Linked DNA regions of Mus musculus: regions 1, 2, 3 and 4 are each linked to region 5. Evidence: chromatin contacts called from public Hi-C data. All regions are on one chromosome and are shown on one strand. Each heading gives the region's core, a stretch centred on a gene start, on an enhancer-like site or on the middle of the called end of the contact. The rest is flanking DNA. Distances are from core to core; before and after follow the strand shown.

Region 1 (2,700 bases), core at 153-2,652, 180 kb after region 5:
ACAGCACAGTTGACTCCTCGGTGGGTTTTGGGTACCTGCAACTTGGGCGTAACATAGTGTTCTTGATTGCAAGTTAATAGAATATTCCAGTCAGTGGTCACATAGACCAGAGGCTCTGGATTCGGGCATGTTTGGACATGACCCTTTCCACTCCCCTGGCCTTTTAAATTACTATTATTGTTGTTGTTGTTATTATTATTATTATTATTATTATTATTATTTGGATGATACTTTTCTTCAACTGGACTTTAACAAGTTCTTCCCATGTCATTTCTAGACAGACCCAATACCCCCAAGGGTATTGGCACTGCTTTCAGAAACATCAGGCAAAGAGACCACCCATTTATTAGTGCTTCGAGAAAACCATCAGAATGACATTTCAGCCCTCCTTGACTTCATTTTCCCATTCCTGACTTCATCTCTGTGGTCAAGGGGTTGGTAACTGCTAACTTTCCCTGACTGATCAGCATCAACTTTGGAATCAATCCTGCCTAAAACATGATCAGAAAATGTAGAGAAACACGGGAAGGGGGAAGAAGCTCACGGGTGCTAGGGAGGTAGCCATGAACAGCAGGCGTGCACATTGGGCAGTAAGGATCTTTAGAAATCTTCTTTTCCAGTGGTGTATGGATGGCGTCCCTGCATTCAGTCATTCATGCACCTAGTGCATATTAAGGGCCTGTCTGAAGCCAGAGAGTGCACTAGGAGCTGTTGGGCCATAAGGATACATAAGACCAAGACTTGACTGGAGAAAGCCCAATGTCACATGATGGCCCCAAATTTCTGCTCTCTCTCCATTTCCCTGTGGGATTAGAAGCTCTTGTTATCCTCTTAGAAACAAACACTATCACTTCCTTAGCTATGTCCTTGGGAGGCTCTTATCCCTAAACACCATACATCTGGAGCTCAACTACTAAAACCAACCCCCACCCCCACCCCACCCCACCCCACCCCATCCCACCCCCACCCCCGCAAAACCACAGGCAAAGTCACTGAGGAAGTGTTGGAGTTAATGGCCTAAAAGAATTGCCACTTTTGAATTCACTTAAAAACAACAAGGAAGCCACATTTGAATATTAAGTCAGAAGTGTGTGAAATGTGAGCCTGGAGCTGACAGGTTCAAAAGCCAACCGTTATGGGACTAGTCTGATTTTCTTTAGTAAGAGACCAAAAGCAACCATGCAGTTGATGCTGGAATGACAGCTCTCCCAGGAGCCCTCCTCCAGTGGGAGGTCAGGTACTCAGAGCTTGTGCTGATTATTCTAAACAGGAGCTTGGGACCTCACACCCTTGATCTGTAGAACTGCCAAAGTCAAATCACCTGACGGGAATAGGATAGTAGTTATTCTTTGATCCTATCCCAATCTGTGAGTCATAAAAGTAGCCTGTGTGCAATTTGTCAAACCCCATAGATCCTGCTTATGTACACAGATACCTGGCTCCCTGCTTTGGGGCCCCACACACCTTGTCTTTGGGTTACCATGGTGCCATTGGCCAAGCAGTGAATTTTAAGATAATATTTTATTAGCAAGGCAAAGCCTTCACATGGTAGCTAGAGGTGAGGTTGGAACCAGGAAGTCATCTATAGTACCAGTAACCTGCTGCTCATAGCTGGGGGACATGGCAGTAGCCAGGCTGATACTGCTTATTCATTATGTACTGGCCAGAGGCAGTACTTTTAGAAGGGAGTGGACTGCAGAGCCCAATCTAGAGGGCTAGGATCCACCCATCTCAGTCCTAAGTCCTGTTTTTGAGTGGCTTCAGCACTCTGCTTGCATGACCTTTCCCATATTGCCCACAGGAACATGTTGACTTATCCCTATGTTGACAAGGTGAGTCAACTTTTGTTATGCAAGAATAAAATATTAGCTTTCTCAATCCTTAGACTCCAAGGGGAGCAAGGTGTCCCTTCTCTACCTCCACAAACCTCAGGGACCTCCACCACTGCCAAACAGGTTGACCCAGTGGGAGAACTCTCTCCTGTGCTGGAAAAGGCCCCTGGCTAGGGAGGGCCTCCAGTATGCATGGGACATTGCTGTAGAAGCAGATGCTACCGTGTCACTCCTCTGCTTGTGGAACCACCTTAAGAGTGGCATTCATTCGTGCATTTTGCTTGTGAAGTATGTTTGTTGAGTTAAATCAGGAAGTGAGACTTTCAGACGTTGTGACATATTTTATACCTCAAATGCGCCTTGGAGAATTATTCCCGTGGGTGTTTGATTAGCTAACCCTTTAAATGGTGTACAGGACCCTACTGAAAGCTAAGGTAGGAAGCTTCCTGGCTTTTGATTGGCTCTCATGTCAGCATCCGGAGAGATAGACACATGACCCAAGTGGTCCACTGGCTTCCCTTCCATTTTGGCAAACTCTGCTGCTCAGAGAGCATAGAGCAAGCCTCAGGAGTCTGAAGACCTTTTGGCTGAGAAAAGGCCACTAGCTAATGATGTCTGTCATGTCACTTCCAGGAGTGGAAGTGGCTGCCTGGCTTATTGTGCTTCAGAAGCCTTTCCCACTTCCTCTTCCAAACCATCCCTTAAGCTTCTGTTCCCAGTGTGTGGCTGGTGAGCCTGCATTTCTCTATGCCCAAGTGACAACTGCCCCAGAGGGTGAGTTTACGGGATCTGGGCTGCTGACATCAAGCACACTGTCCAGAAGTGCACCATGCCTGCATCCTTCTGTTCCATCAACAGCATCTCAGCT
Region 2 (2,700 bases), core at 23-2,522, 230 kb after region 5:
AGCCACAGTGTGACTGGGTGTGGAAGGCAGGTGGTGAGAGTTCAAGGGTTAACGGAAATGCCCATCAATGCCCACCTTGCCCCGCCTTCTTCTGCTGCAGAACTCCCTCTCTGGCCCACATCCTCTTCCTTTCTCTGTGCCCTCAGCCTGAAATGCTCTCTCCCTCCTGCGATCTTCAGGCTTCTTTGGGGTCCAGTGCAGACACTTCTTTCTTTGTGAAGCCTGCTAGGATTCACCTCACGCCTCAGAACCACCCCAGAGCCCGGCACACAGTCTTGATGTGGACTTAGTATCCTAGGTAACTGTTACACCTGCTATCCTCCAACTGTGGCCCTGAATACCAACGTCTTTGGCCTTCCTGAGACCATAGTTAGACATGCAGTGGTCAGAGCCACTGGATCAGGTCTTCCGGGGGCTCTGGTCGATCTTTGCTGGGCTCCAGATGGATCCACACAGGCAGTGCTGGGGAACTTGTGATCTGGTGCTTTTACGCATCCAGGTGAAAGCCTTTTTTTTTTTTGGTGACTCCTGGTTCCGAATCCCCGCACATCCCTAAGTGCTTACCTGCAAACACTTGTTGAATGAAGCAGGAGCAGATAATGCAATGTCACAAACGGAGCCAAATTCACAATGAAGATCAGTGTATCTCAGATGCACCCAGAGCCAGGTCAAGGCTCTTCTCTGGACAAGCTCTTTGATCCAGGGGCTGTGAGCCTCCTGCTGCATGAGGAGAAGCCAGGGCCCAGAGGAGAGGGGATCCAGAGACCGTCTGAGCAGATGCTTTGCTGTACATGACAGGAGACTGAAACATGAAACACAGGGTGTTTCTGAAACCTCTCAAAGGCTCAGAAAATGCTGCCTTAATCTTCACTCCATGTAGACTACTTATAATTAAGATCTCTGAGGTGTGTCCATTACAGCACTAGGTGCCTGCCTGAATCAGCCGGATCTGAAGTGAAGTCATATCACACTTAGTGGCCCCAGCAGGACCCCTGCAGGAAGCAGAAGGCTGGAAGTCTCAAGAGAATTGGTTGAACTGGAAAACTTTCCCTTGGATTATCCAGAGCGGGCCACCACCACTTACTCAAGGGTCCAGGGGTAGCAGGAAGATTCTGGAAGGTTCATGAGAACTGGAGTGGGAACTGATACCCCACATCACTGTCCCTCTCCCAGCCCCCAATTTCTCTCCTTCTACCTTCTGCCTGCACTTCCCATTGGGCAAACCCAGCCAAAGTCCAGGGGCACAGTGCAGGGAGCAGGGTGCAGCCTCCAGGGTCCAGTCTACTGATAGGGGCCAGGCAAGAGAGACAGGAATCAGAGAGAGTGTGGTAGTGAAAAGCGTGGGAGAAGCCAGCCCAAGCACACAGCAGTCCTTATGCCCTTAGTCAGCATGGTTCTCATAGCATCCTGTACAAAGCTAACTGGCTTCCGAAGCCCAGCATGCCTTACATGTGACGATGCTACAGTCCCTTTCTCAGATGGGCTCACGACTGTGTGCTGTGCTTGGGAGCTTGGTTTTGGGATGTTGAGTTTCTCTGTGTCCATTAGATTTAAGTAGAACATTGACCAGTGCCTTTAGCCAAGCTGAAGAGCTGCATTCAATTACACACCCCCTCATACCTACACATCCATGCATATGCACACACAAGCACACACACACTTACAGATATGCACATGAACACATACACACTCACACATGTACACATGCACCCCACACACAGGCATGCACACGCAGCACACAGGCACACACACACACACACACACACACACACACACACACACGCAGCACACACACACACGTAGATGAACACACATGCATGCGGAGCACAGACACACAGAGGGGCGTTGGTGGGGACTGGACCATTGATATAAAGGAGGTGGGACTAGAGCTGCTTGGATTACAGGGTCCAGAAAAACTGCCAATTCTCTCCTCAGGAGGTTCTTTGGAAATAACTGACATAACCAGGTTCCTCTCAGGAGTCAAGGGTAAATGAAGATGAGCGGAGCCTGGCTAGTGAAAATGACAGGTACAGTAATGACTGTGGTCATCCATCTTCCTGCCACGCACACACGGCCATAAAAACGGAACGGAGAATCGCTGCGTGAATGGATTTGAACTAGCTTGATGCTCTCAGGAAGCCAGGATTTACTGGCTATTGTTTTGAAGTCAGAATCTAACCACACGGATTTATCAGGGGTCTGAGCAACAGCTGACCTGGTTGTGGGGTGGGGCAGTGAAGGTGAGGGGAGCTCTCCCTTTATGTAGATGAGAGTTTTGGAAGGAAAACCAACCAAACAACAGACAACGCGTTCAGTCCTCTTGACCTGTGGAGTCAGAGGCTGCTGAGGTTCCCCTATCTAGTGCTACCCGGGCTGAGACCCTGGGCCATGAGCCGGGAGGTAGATCCAGGCAGAGAAGATGGACATTCTACCTCAGCTCGCTGCTTTTCTGTTTCAGAGACTCTTGTTTCCTAGCTTAGACTCTGGCCGTCCTTCCCAGCCCTTCACAGGTGTGCACTGGCTCACATGGAGGCACATTTGATAGAGGCCCCAGGGTGTGCGGGAATTGCCGCAGTTAACTCTGCATGCCCCAAGTAGACGTAACTGGTGGTGACAAAGTGTATGATGCGTTGGTCCTCACCCTTGGCTGCACACTGGAATTTACTGAGGAATTTCAAAAACAACCAGAAGCCATGCTTG
Region 3 (2,700 bases), core at 104-2,603, 160 kb after region 5:
AAGGACATCAGACTGGGTTTCATCTTGCTCTCACTTCGATAGTGGCTGTTCAGTGTGTGGAGCAGACAAACCCATACTGAGCATCTGGTGTGTAGTTAGCATCTGCCTCTCTGCTTTAGATGGTGCTAGCAACAGCTGAGCTAGGGAGGGAGACTGAGGTTTGGTGATCAGCCAGCAGCCCCACTAGGATAGATTCCCTTGGAATTCAAGCCTCATGGCCATTCTCTCCTGAAAGCCACAGGCTACTCTTTGGTAGGAGTCAGCCTAGGGCTTCTGCCTTGAACAAATGAACACTTGCCTGCCTGCATAGCCCCACCCATGACTCCATTTTTGACCCTCTCCTCAGTCTTCAGTAGTGGACACACCGTCCTCTTGCAAGACTGCTGACTCTATTCACCCTTTGGAATACAGTCAAGGAAAGCCAGTTCTCATCAAGCCATAGACTCTTAGCAGGAATGACTATCTAGCCTTGGCAGGGGAGGAATAAGGTCTCAAAACTGCTTAGCAGTCACATGGAAGTCTCCTTTCTTCTGCTACCACTCAGAAGGGAAAGCAACCATGCACTCTAATCTCAGTCATAACGCCCATAACCCAGCAGATAGCCCGGCAAACTCCTACTTAACCCTTACTGTCCAGTCCCACTGTTGCCTTTGGATGAATTGCCCTCATCACCTTCCTACTCAGCCTTGCTCCTGCGCGCCAGTCCTCTGGCACCCTCTACATTTCTGCACTTGTTCTATCCCAGCATCCCCCCTTCCTCCTCATAGAAGGAAAGATTGTGTCATCTCTGTCTAACCAGTGTCCAGGCTGGGTCTAGGAGCAGCAATGGGTAATAACTTGTTAGGTGAGCACCTGGAGAAGACCATGTATCATTTATCCAAGTGCAGTGTGCAAATCTGTTGTTGCTTCTTAGGCCAAGGCCACTGGGTGTGGAAGAAATTACTAGTACCGATAGCCTCAGACAAGAGCTGACTATAAAGGAAAGGTTTATTTCAATATGTAGTTCCGTCTAGTAGTGCAAGCATGTCAGACATTCACATGCAGCAATTAGGAAGACAAATGTCCCACTGTGCAAACAGCAAGAAGATATGGCTGCTACCACATGCAGTACTGCTGTCCCAAACCCTAGGAAGACACACACCATCAAGATAACGGCAGGGAACAGGAAGAGATCCATTCTTCTTGTCAGTTTTGAAGTACACATACTTTCTCTTTTAAAAATCATTGGAGCCACTTGCTGTTGGTCTTAACCCTTTAATTACAGATATGCTGAAGCTGTTTCCTGCTCTGCCAGGACCTATGAGAGGCCTCCTTCCTCCCTGCATGCTTCTGCTGAAGCCCTTTGCATCACAGTGATAAATGCATGCTGTGCAGAGTCCAGCAGAGCCTGGCCTCTTGCAGGTCTGCAGTGCTCCACTACCGAGTCCAGACTGGTTTCTTTTTCCTGTGCACGACAGAACACTTCCTGTGCTTGCTGGTTTTTTTTTTTTTCTCTGTGGTTTGTCTGGCCAGACATTTGAAGTGTTACTTTTCCATGTGTTTGTTGTCTTAGAAATATTTCTTTTGTGAGAAGTTATTTTTAAAGCGAATGATGAACTACAGAGATTGAAACCTAGGAGCAAGGCTAAACCTGTAGTCCCGGGAGGTTCTGTGTCTCAGAACCTACCTCCCATCTAGAGAGCCCACTAGGTTCCTCTGTCTCTCCATCTTTATTTGTCTTAATATAGGGATAGATCAGGATTAGTTGATGTAATTCTGTAAGTAGGATTCTCCAGAAGAGCCAAACTGAGGGAATATATACAAGCATATACACGTGTGCACAGACACTTGTACACACACATTATCCCAGCAATGGTGCATCCCAGAGAGGTAGAGAATATGGAAGTTTTTCAGACCTATAAGCTAAACAGCTCAGTCTCAGTCCAAAGCTTTAGGCCTGGAAGGTCCCTGATGAAAGGCTGAAGAAATCAGAGACTTCTGGTAGCAGTGATCCATAGAATACCCAAAGGGAAGAATAAGGATTGCACATGCTCGTGGATGCTGCCTACGTCCAAGTCCTTTCCGTCTGCCTATCAGCCTGTTGGATGGCGCCACTCATGTTCAGGTGGACCCCCAACCCTCTGCTCACTCTCTCACCTGTCAATCCACTTTGGAAATGTGCCCATGAACACATAGGTGTGTTCTTGTACCAGTCCTAGATAGATAGCTCTTAATCCTGTCAACCTGTCATAAGACCAGCCCATCACAGTTGCTACAGATGAATAGCTACTTAAGAACTTGTAGAAAAAAAAATCCAATAACAGGTTTGATGCTATAAAGAAAGTGTACTGAATTCTCATGATAAGGTATAAGTCAATCTTTCTAAGATGACCATTTGGTGACATAGGATTGACTGCAAATATTCAGATGGATGCAAATGAGCTAGCCATTTCGTGCAAGGTACATTCGCCTTGGAGCCTTGGGTTCTCCTCTAAAGAATAGTACAGTGCTGGCCACCTCGTGATGCTCGGGAGAGCGCATGTGGCATGGTTGTGAAGGGCCCAGTATGAGCGGCAGAATCTTATAAGGGAAAAGTCTTGGTTTTGCAGACTTGGAGAGAGCTTGGTGCTAGTACTCACTCCACTTCATCACATTCAGCTCACTTGTCTACACAGTGGGATAATATACCCATGTGCAAGCTTGCTGGGTCCATTGAGGTAT
Region 4 (2,700 bases), core at 4-2,503, 130 kb after region 5:
CTTCTGATGTATTTAAAGAGTTCTTAAGAATCTACAAGGAATGGCTGGAGAGATGGCTCAGTGGATAAAGCATGAGGACCTGAGTTCCAGTCCCCAGGACCCCAAGAAAAAGCTGGATGGAGTTGCATATGTCAGGAACCCAGCTTCTATGGCAAAATGAGAGGCAGAGACAGCAGAATTCCCAGAAGTTCTCAGGTCAGCTAGCGTGGCCTGGCATAGGTAGCAGCTAAGAGAACCTGTCTCAAATAAAGTGGATGGTAAAGACCAACAGCAGTGGTTTTCCTCTGTCATACAAATCTCTCTCTCTCTCTCTCTCTCTCTCTCTCTCTCTCTCTCTCTCTCTCTCTCTCTCTCTCTCTCTCTCTCTGTGTGTGTGTGTGTGTGTGTATGTATATATATATATATATGCACTTCATCTATGAGAGCATCCACACACAGAATCTTGGGCAGAATTTGGGTAGACCAGCAACATCTTGCTTTTGGTTTTGACATTGAGAGGGGAGGAGTTAGTGTAAGATCCAGGCTAAGAGTATCACACTGGAAAACAACAACATACCTAGATAGATCAGAGTGGAGACACTTGGATTTCCATCCATTTTCCTGTGTGTGTGTGTTTCTATTTCTTTATTAAATTCTACCTTCATGTCTTGATTGTTTTCATTACTGTATTGGACTGTTTTGTGTTCGTGGTCTTCATTAATTTATATCCTATTTAAGGTATTTGAACACACACATAATTGCTGTTTTGAAGTCCCTTTTTGTGCTTTAAGTGAGTTACTTTTCTTGGGAACTAATAATATAGGGTTAGGGCTGCTGACTTCTGGAGGAGGCATGGTGTCATGTCTGTGGTTTTGCAGTGGGAACTAAATTTCTGGAATTATGATGTCTGAGATGTTTGGTATGGATATCTGATCTCATCTCTCTTTGATGGGAATCACTTTCTTTCCTTGCTGTTGCCAATCTGTTGCCAGCCAAGGGTAGTGTCTGTAGGGTCCCTGGAAGAGAGCTGTTTTGTAGATCTTCAGGGAGTCACAAAGGAATAGGGATGGGCAAGAAGTAAAGGCTGAGAGGAGTAGTTTGAAAGAACTAGGGGTCCCCTGGGTCTGCAACAGGAGTCTGAGTCCCCAGAGGAAGGTGGTGGTCTAGGAGGAGCTCTAGTGGACAGGCCACAGTAGGACCAAGGATAATCCCGGAGAGACTGGATAAGAAGAGAATGACAGTTCCCCCCTTGTCCCTGGCAGAGAGAGATTCTGCAGGCCAGGGGAATCACAGAGAACAGGAGATAGGCTAGAATGGAAGGCGGAAAGGAGCCGCCAGGAAGAACTCCATCTATTTATCAGAAAAGCTAATAATGGCAGTCTCATTTCAAGGGAGGGCAAACACTGATAAATATTGAGAAAAGAGAGCTAAAAAGACATCAAGTTAATATTTTACTATCCCTTCTTCGATCTTGGAAAGCTCAAAGTCTTTTCCCACACTCATTTCATGATTTATTGATTCTGTCCTGCCAATTGGCTGATTGGAACAGACTCAGACACCTTGCCTTTAACTACAGCTTCCATTTCAATATTGCTTCACAATGCCAGCAGAGTTTTATGCATTCTCTAGCATCACTTATTGATATTGCCACCATTCTGGAATAATATCCACTAGTTAAAAACTGGATCATCATCAGTAAAAGCAACTAAAATGTTATTGACTTAGAATTCAAGGCTGAAATAATGTCTCTTGTATTGACTTTGGAGAAAAAGAAAACAATACTCCGTATAGCCCAGTGGTGATTTCACACTCACTTGTATTAAAAGTATGTTTAGAATCTCATCATTTCCCCATTTCTAATGCTGCCATGCTAGCCTCTAAAGAACGAGCCATATATGTCCTAGATGGCAGTGACCTCTTTACCAGACATTGTTGGCTGGGTCATGTCACAGGGCTTACTCTCTCTGGCTGACTTCTGGGTGACTGGCTCATCCCTCATCCCACTTGTGCTCCTCTGTGGAGACGACAGGGCTGTGGGAAGAGAGTCTCTAAGTTTCCAGCACTCTGCAGCTCCCGACCTCAGGGGCGGATGCTCTATACGACCTGACTTTTCCAAAAGAGGTGATGGCTGTCCTTGTGGACCCTTACTCAATCCCAACGCATGTCAGTGCATCCTCTTCCCTCCGCCAGCTGCCCCTTCTTCCCCACATTGATGAGTTTACAGCATACAAGCAGACTGTTGTTCCTCTCATTTGGAAAAATGGTTTGTTTTGTTTAGAGAAAACCCAAACAAACCAGACAGCCTTGCTGGACAGTATTCCCTCTCCCAGTGGCTACCCCATTTCTCTGCGGCCCTTGCAGAAAGCTCTGCCAGTCCTTGCCCCCATTCTTCCTCTTATTCACTCTGGCTAGCCCAGTCACTTCATCCACACCTCCCACATGCCACGCCCTCCCTCCTCCGCATTGACTGGGAGGAATCCTGCTCAGTTCTTCCCTATCATTTGCTAATCACAACCACACCTTCCTCCTGAACAGGCTGTTGTTCTTCCACAACCACACTGTACTGACTGTCCTCCTGAGCTATGGCCTCTGCTGCATCTTTATCTTACATCTTCTTCCTCGTTCCTTTCTTCACTGTGTTACAGACATCCTGGGCAACCATTATTAGCAATCGGTCAATCATGTCAGGAACCTTCCAGGACCTTTGCACTTGCTGTTTTC
Region 5 (2,700 bases), core at 143-2,642:
CCAAGGACTGGCACAGCTGCAGGAAAGATGCAGGCACACAGCATTTCCTGCTCACTGTGCACAGACACAAGCTGGTCTGACCCAGTGGGGATCAGCAGTATGGCGGGAGTAAAACTGCCAGTCCAGAGCACATCCTCAAAAGCCGCCTCTTAAGTGCTTCTCAGATTCCTCTAACTCAGACCTATGGGTCAAAGATATGTCCCCACCTAGGTCCCGAAGACTGGTGGAGCACTGGAGCACTTTCCATGTGGGGAGAAGCAAGGACCAAGGAACTCCAAGATGGAATCTTAAAAACTAATAGAGAAACTTCATGGCGGAAGCTGGAACAGAGACTGGCCTGGCCCTTGCCTAAGGGTGACACGCAGTTTCCTGAAGGTTCCATAAGAGAGAGAAAGCTCCTGCAATGTCATGATGGGACGAGCTCCTTGTTTGTTTTGTTTTCTCTTCCACCTTCCCAGAGCTGTTGTCTTAGAATTCCAACGCCATAACATGAAACTACTTCCCCACTCCAATACTTGCAAGCTCAGGGGTCGCCTGAAAAACGAACAGTGGTTCATTCCCTCTGCCTGACAATCAACATACATTCCTTGATCCTCCAGTGCAATCATTTTTATGACTGTTTTTCTAATTATAAAATATAATCATATAATTTTCCCTTTCCTCTCTTTGACCCCTCCCACTCAAATGCATGGCATCTTATTTTTAATTGTTGTTCCATTTGCATGCATGTTCTATAGATAGATAGATAGATAGATAGATAGATAGATAGATAGGTAGATATAGATGATAGATAGGCATATATATGCATTTAAACATATATATGCATATATATTCCTAAGTATAAAATACAATTTTTTATCTGATAACAAGTGGTCAGTCCCGAGGTCATATGCAAACAGGTAACACCATACGGATTAGGCAATCCTTTTAATGGTAATCAAGTGCCAACCCGGAGCCAAACACTCTTGCATTGCTGCTGGAAACACTACGGAACACCCTGATGTGATCTGTGCTATATCCTCATTCTGTACATGGGAAACTGAGACTCAGGTTAAGTAACCACTCAAGGTAACATTGCCAGTAAGTGATTTGAGTGTATACCATTAAAAGTCATCAGGTGGTGGGCAGGGAGCCAAAGGGCAGAAGGAAGAGGCTAGATTAAAAATGGCAAGGATGCACAGTGGTCGGCAGCAAAGACAGTACTGGGGGGGGGGGGAGATTCATTCTCAGCCCTTGCAGCACCAAACTGGACACAAGTGAGAAGCACTGGGAACCGTCCCTCCCAGCCCTGTCTCTAGCTGACCTCGGCTGCCCACCCAGCCAGAGGCCTGGCAGCGTTGCAGCCCAGCCCAACCCTCCAGGCAAGGAAAAAAAAAATCAATCACTGCTATTTTAAGTCACTTTCAATTTAAGGCAGTTTATTGTGCAACTAAAGCTAACTGAAGCTCTAGTTTTGTGGCCTGGAACAAATTGCTTAATGCCACTGAATCTTAGTTTTTCCAGAGTGCCTCCCTGTTGTGTCATCGGGCAGACTAGAAGAAAACCCTGGTGCAGATTGTGGAGTCTCCAGACTGCAGACTTAGTTTCCTGTCATACATTATGCATGGAGGTATTTCCTATCCACTTAACTCTTCACAGAGAAGAATTTGCTAGTGGAAGAAAAGTGATTCTTTAAAACTATATTCAGTGCCTTGAATGTTTATAGGGCCCACGGTGAGCTTAAAAATGCAAGTCCATACTCAGATGCCCAGGTGCGTAGACACTGCCAAGTTAAGAAACCATTGGATGCTGTAGGTTCTGCCTTCCTACCTTGATATCCTCATTAAGGTGTATCATTATACAAAAGACCAGGTTTGAAATTCAGGTTCTGCATTTCAAGGTGGAAACCTGGAAAGGTGCTTTCCTATCGTGCTCTGCAGCTACCTCTCTCTACAGGAAAATCTCTAGACCATAGGTTGAAGCTCAGACCAGCAACACTGAAGCAGCTGGCAATAGCCACCTCTTGGGTTTAGGAACACAGTAGCAAGAAGCAACATTGTCTTCCCCTGGGGGTTACTCATCTAGATACAATTTGTCTGCTTGCATGTGGATCCTAAAAACAGGTCTTGTGGCTTTTGTAGGAGGAATTTACAACCCTGGATTGAGGAACAGTGGGCTTAAGGGCATGGTGTTCAATGGTGCATTTCCATAGACTCCTACCTGTATTGGAGGGAGTACCACAGTCAAGGGCCAAGGCAGAGCAGTTTCTACTGTGCAGCCTTGGGCAAGGGCCTCTTGGGTTAAACACAAAGAAAGCTGCTAGCCAATATATGCCTTTGACCAAAATGCAGCTGAAAACGAAAGCCAAACTGACTCTTGTAGTAAACACAGACTGGATCACACATAAGCATTCATATTTACGATCATGTTGCACCAAAAACCCCACTACAGTTTATTTTAGGAGAGATAAGTATTGCAACATTGGAAAGTTTAAAGGCATTTCACAACCATTTAGTTTTGTCGATGTTGAGTAAAACATGGTTTCTATTGGGAAATTTCTGTTCCTGGAAAGAAGCTTTCATTCATTTGATGTAATTGTCATCTAGGGGGCTTACTGCTGAATAAGCTCACCCTTACCAGTTTCTTCTGAGCTCTGGCTGGTTTGTTCAGCTCAGCTGTTCTGGCTCAAACTCCTCTCCAGGTTGACTGATTCAACCTGAC

What was found. A called contact is a pair of places that touch in the nucleus more often than the background predicts.
Region 1: a Hi-C map of liver shows a contact between it and region 5, with 6 times the contacts expected there. The contact joins two enhancer-like sites. A contact is called at or near these places in 4 of 484 Hi-C or Micro-C datasets (bone marrow-derived macrophages, granulocyte-monocyte progenitors, liver and 1 more), 2 of 115 datasets of contacts at active chromatin or transcription factors (bone marrow-derived macrophages and embryonic basal ganglia) and 1 of 9 other capture datasets (adipose tissue).
Region 2: a Hi-C map of liver shows a contact between it and region 5, with 2.3 times the contacts expected there. The contact joins two enhancer-like sites. A contact is called at or near these places in 7 of 39 promoter capture datasets (the C10 cell line, the HPC-7 cell line, cranial neural crest and 4 more), 2 of 15 datasets of contacts at CTCF or cohesin (large pre-B cells and stem cell-derived epiblast-like cells), 6 of 484 Hi-C or Micro-C datasets (B cells, bone marrow-derived macrophages, embryonic stem cells and 2 more), 5 of 115 datasets of contacts at active chromatin or transcription factors (acute myeloid leukemia, double positive thymocytes, embryonic basal ganglia and 2 more) and 2 of 9 other capture datasets (adipose tissue and liver).
Region 3: a Hi-C map of bone marrow-derived macrophages shows a contact between it and region 5, with 31 read pairs. The contact joins two enhancer-like sites. A contact is called at or near these places in 2 of 39 promoter capture datasets (3T3-L1-derived adipocytes and cranial neural crest), 3 of 484 Hi-C or Micro-C datasets (bone marrow-derived macrophages, granulocyte-monocyte progenitors and myeloid progenitors), 3 of 115 datasets of contacts at active chromatin or transcription factors (bone marrow-derived macrophages, embryonic stem cells and microglia) and 2 of 9 other capture datasets (adipose tissue and embryonic stem cells).
Region 4: a contact with region 5 is called in a Hi-C map of liver, with 5 times the contacts expected there. The contact joins two enhancer-like sites. A contact is called at or near these places in 1 of 484 Hi-C or Micro-C datasets (liver), 2 of 115 datasets of contacts at active chromatin or transcription factors (the HPC-7 cell line and embryonic stem cells) and 1 of 9 other capture datasets (adipose tissue).

Annotation. Positions count from the first base shown.
Region 1 is chr6:54,177,884-54,180,583 of GRCm38.p6, forward strand. The region is part of intron 2 of Chn2 (chimerin 2); the gene reads left to right. Among named protein-coding and RNA genes, the nearest start is that of 9530036M11Rik, 27 kb to the left of the region's middle. Within about 2 kb of position 1,403, at least 28 of the 459 cell types and tissues checked have an H3K27ac peak or open chromatin away from gene starts, as enhancers often do. A contact at or near this core is called in bone marrow-derived macrophages and liver, where this site is marked.
Region 2 is chr6:54,225,984-54,228,683 of GRCm38.p6, forward strand. The region is part of intron 6 of Chn2 (chimerin 2); the gene reads left to right. Among named protein-coding and RNA genes, the nearest start is that of Gm15527, 28 kb to the right of the region's middle. Within about 2 kb of position 1,273, at least 5 of the 459 cell types and tissues checked have an H3K27ac peak or open chromatin away from gene starts, as enhancers often do. A contact at or near this core is called in liver, where this site is marked.
Region 3 is chr6:54,157,183-54,159,882 of GRCm38.p6, forward strand. All of the region lies in intron 1 of Chn2 (chimerin 2), which reads left to right. Among named protein-coding and RNA genes, the nearest start is that of 9530036M11Rik, 6.1 kb to the left of the region's middle. Within about 2 kb of position 1,354, at least 32 of the 459 cell types and tissues checked have an H3K27ac peak or open chromatin away from gene starts, as enhancers often do. A contact at or near this core is called in bone marrow-derived macrophages and myeloid progenitors, where this site is marked.
Region 4 is chr6:54,123,273-54,125,972 of GRCm38.p6, forward strand. All of the region lies in intron 1 of Chn2 (chimerin 2), which reads left to right. Among named protein-coding and RNA genes, the nearest start is that of 9530036M11Rik, 28 kb to the right of the region's middle. Within about 2 kb of position 1,254, at least 13 of the 459 cell types and tissues checked have an H3K27ac peak or open chromatin away from gene starts, as enhancers often do. A contact at or near this core is called in liver, where this site is marked.
Region 5 is chr6:53,994,304-53,997,003 of GRCm38.p6, forward strand. It overlaps 4921529L05Rik (RIKEN cDNA 4921529L05 gene), which reads left to right. Exons shown (of 4, transcript NR_110484.2): 2 at 1,495-1,609. Among named protein-coding and RNA genes, the nearest start is that of 4921529L05Rik, 17 kb to the left of the region's middle. Within about 2 kb of position 1,393, at least 21 of the 459 cell types and tissues checked have an H3K27ac peak or open chromatin away from gene starts, as enhancers often do. A contact at or near this core is called in bone marrow-derived macrophages, liver and myeloid progenitors, where this site is marked.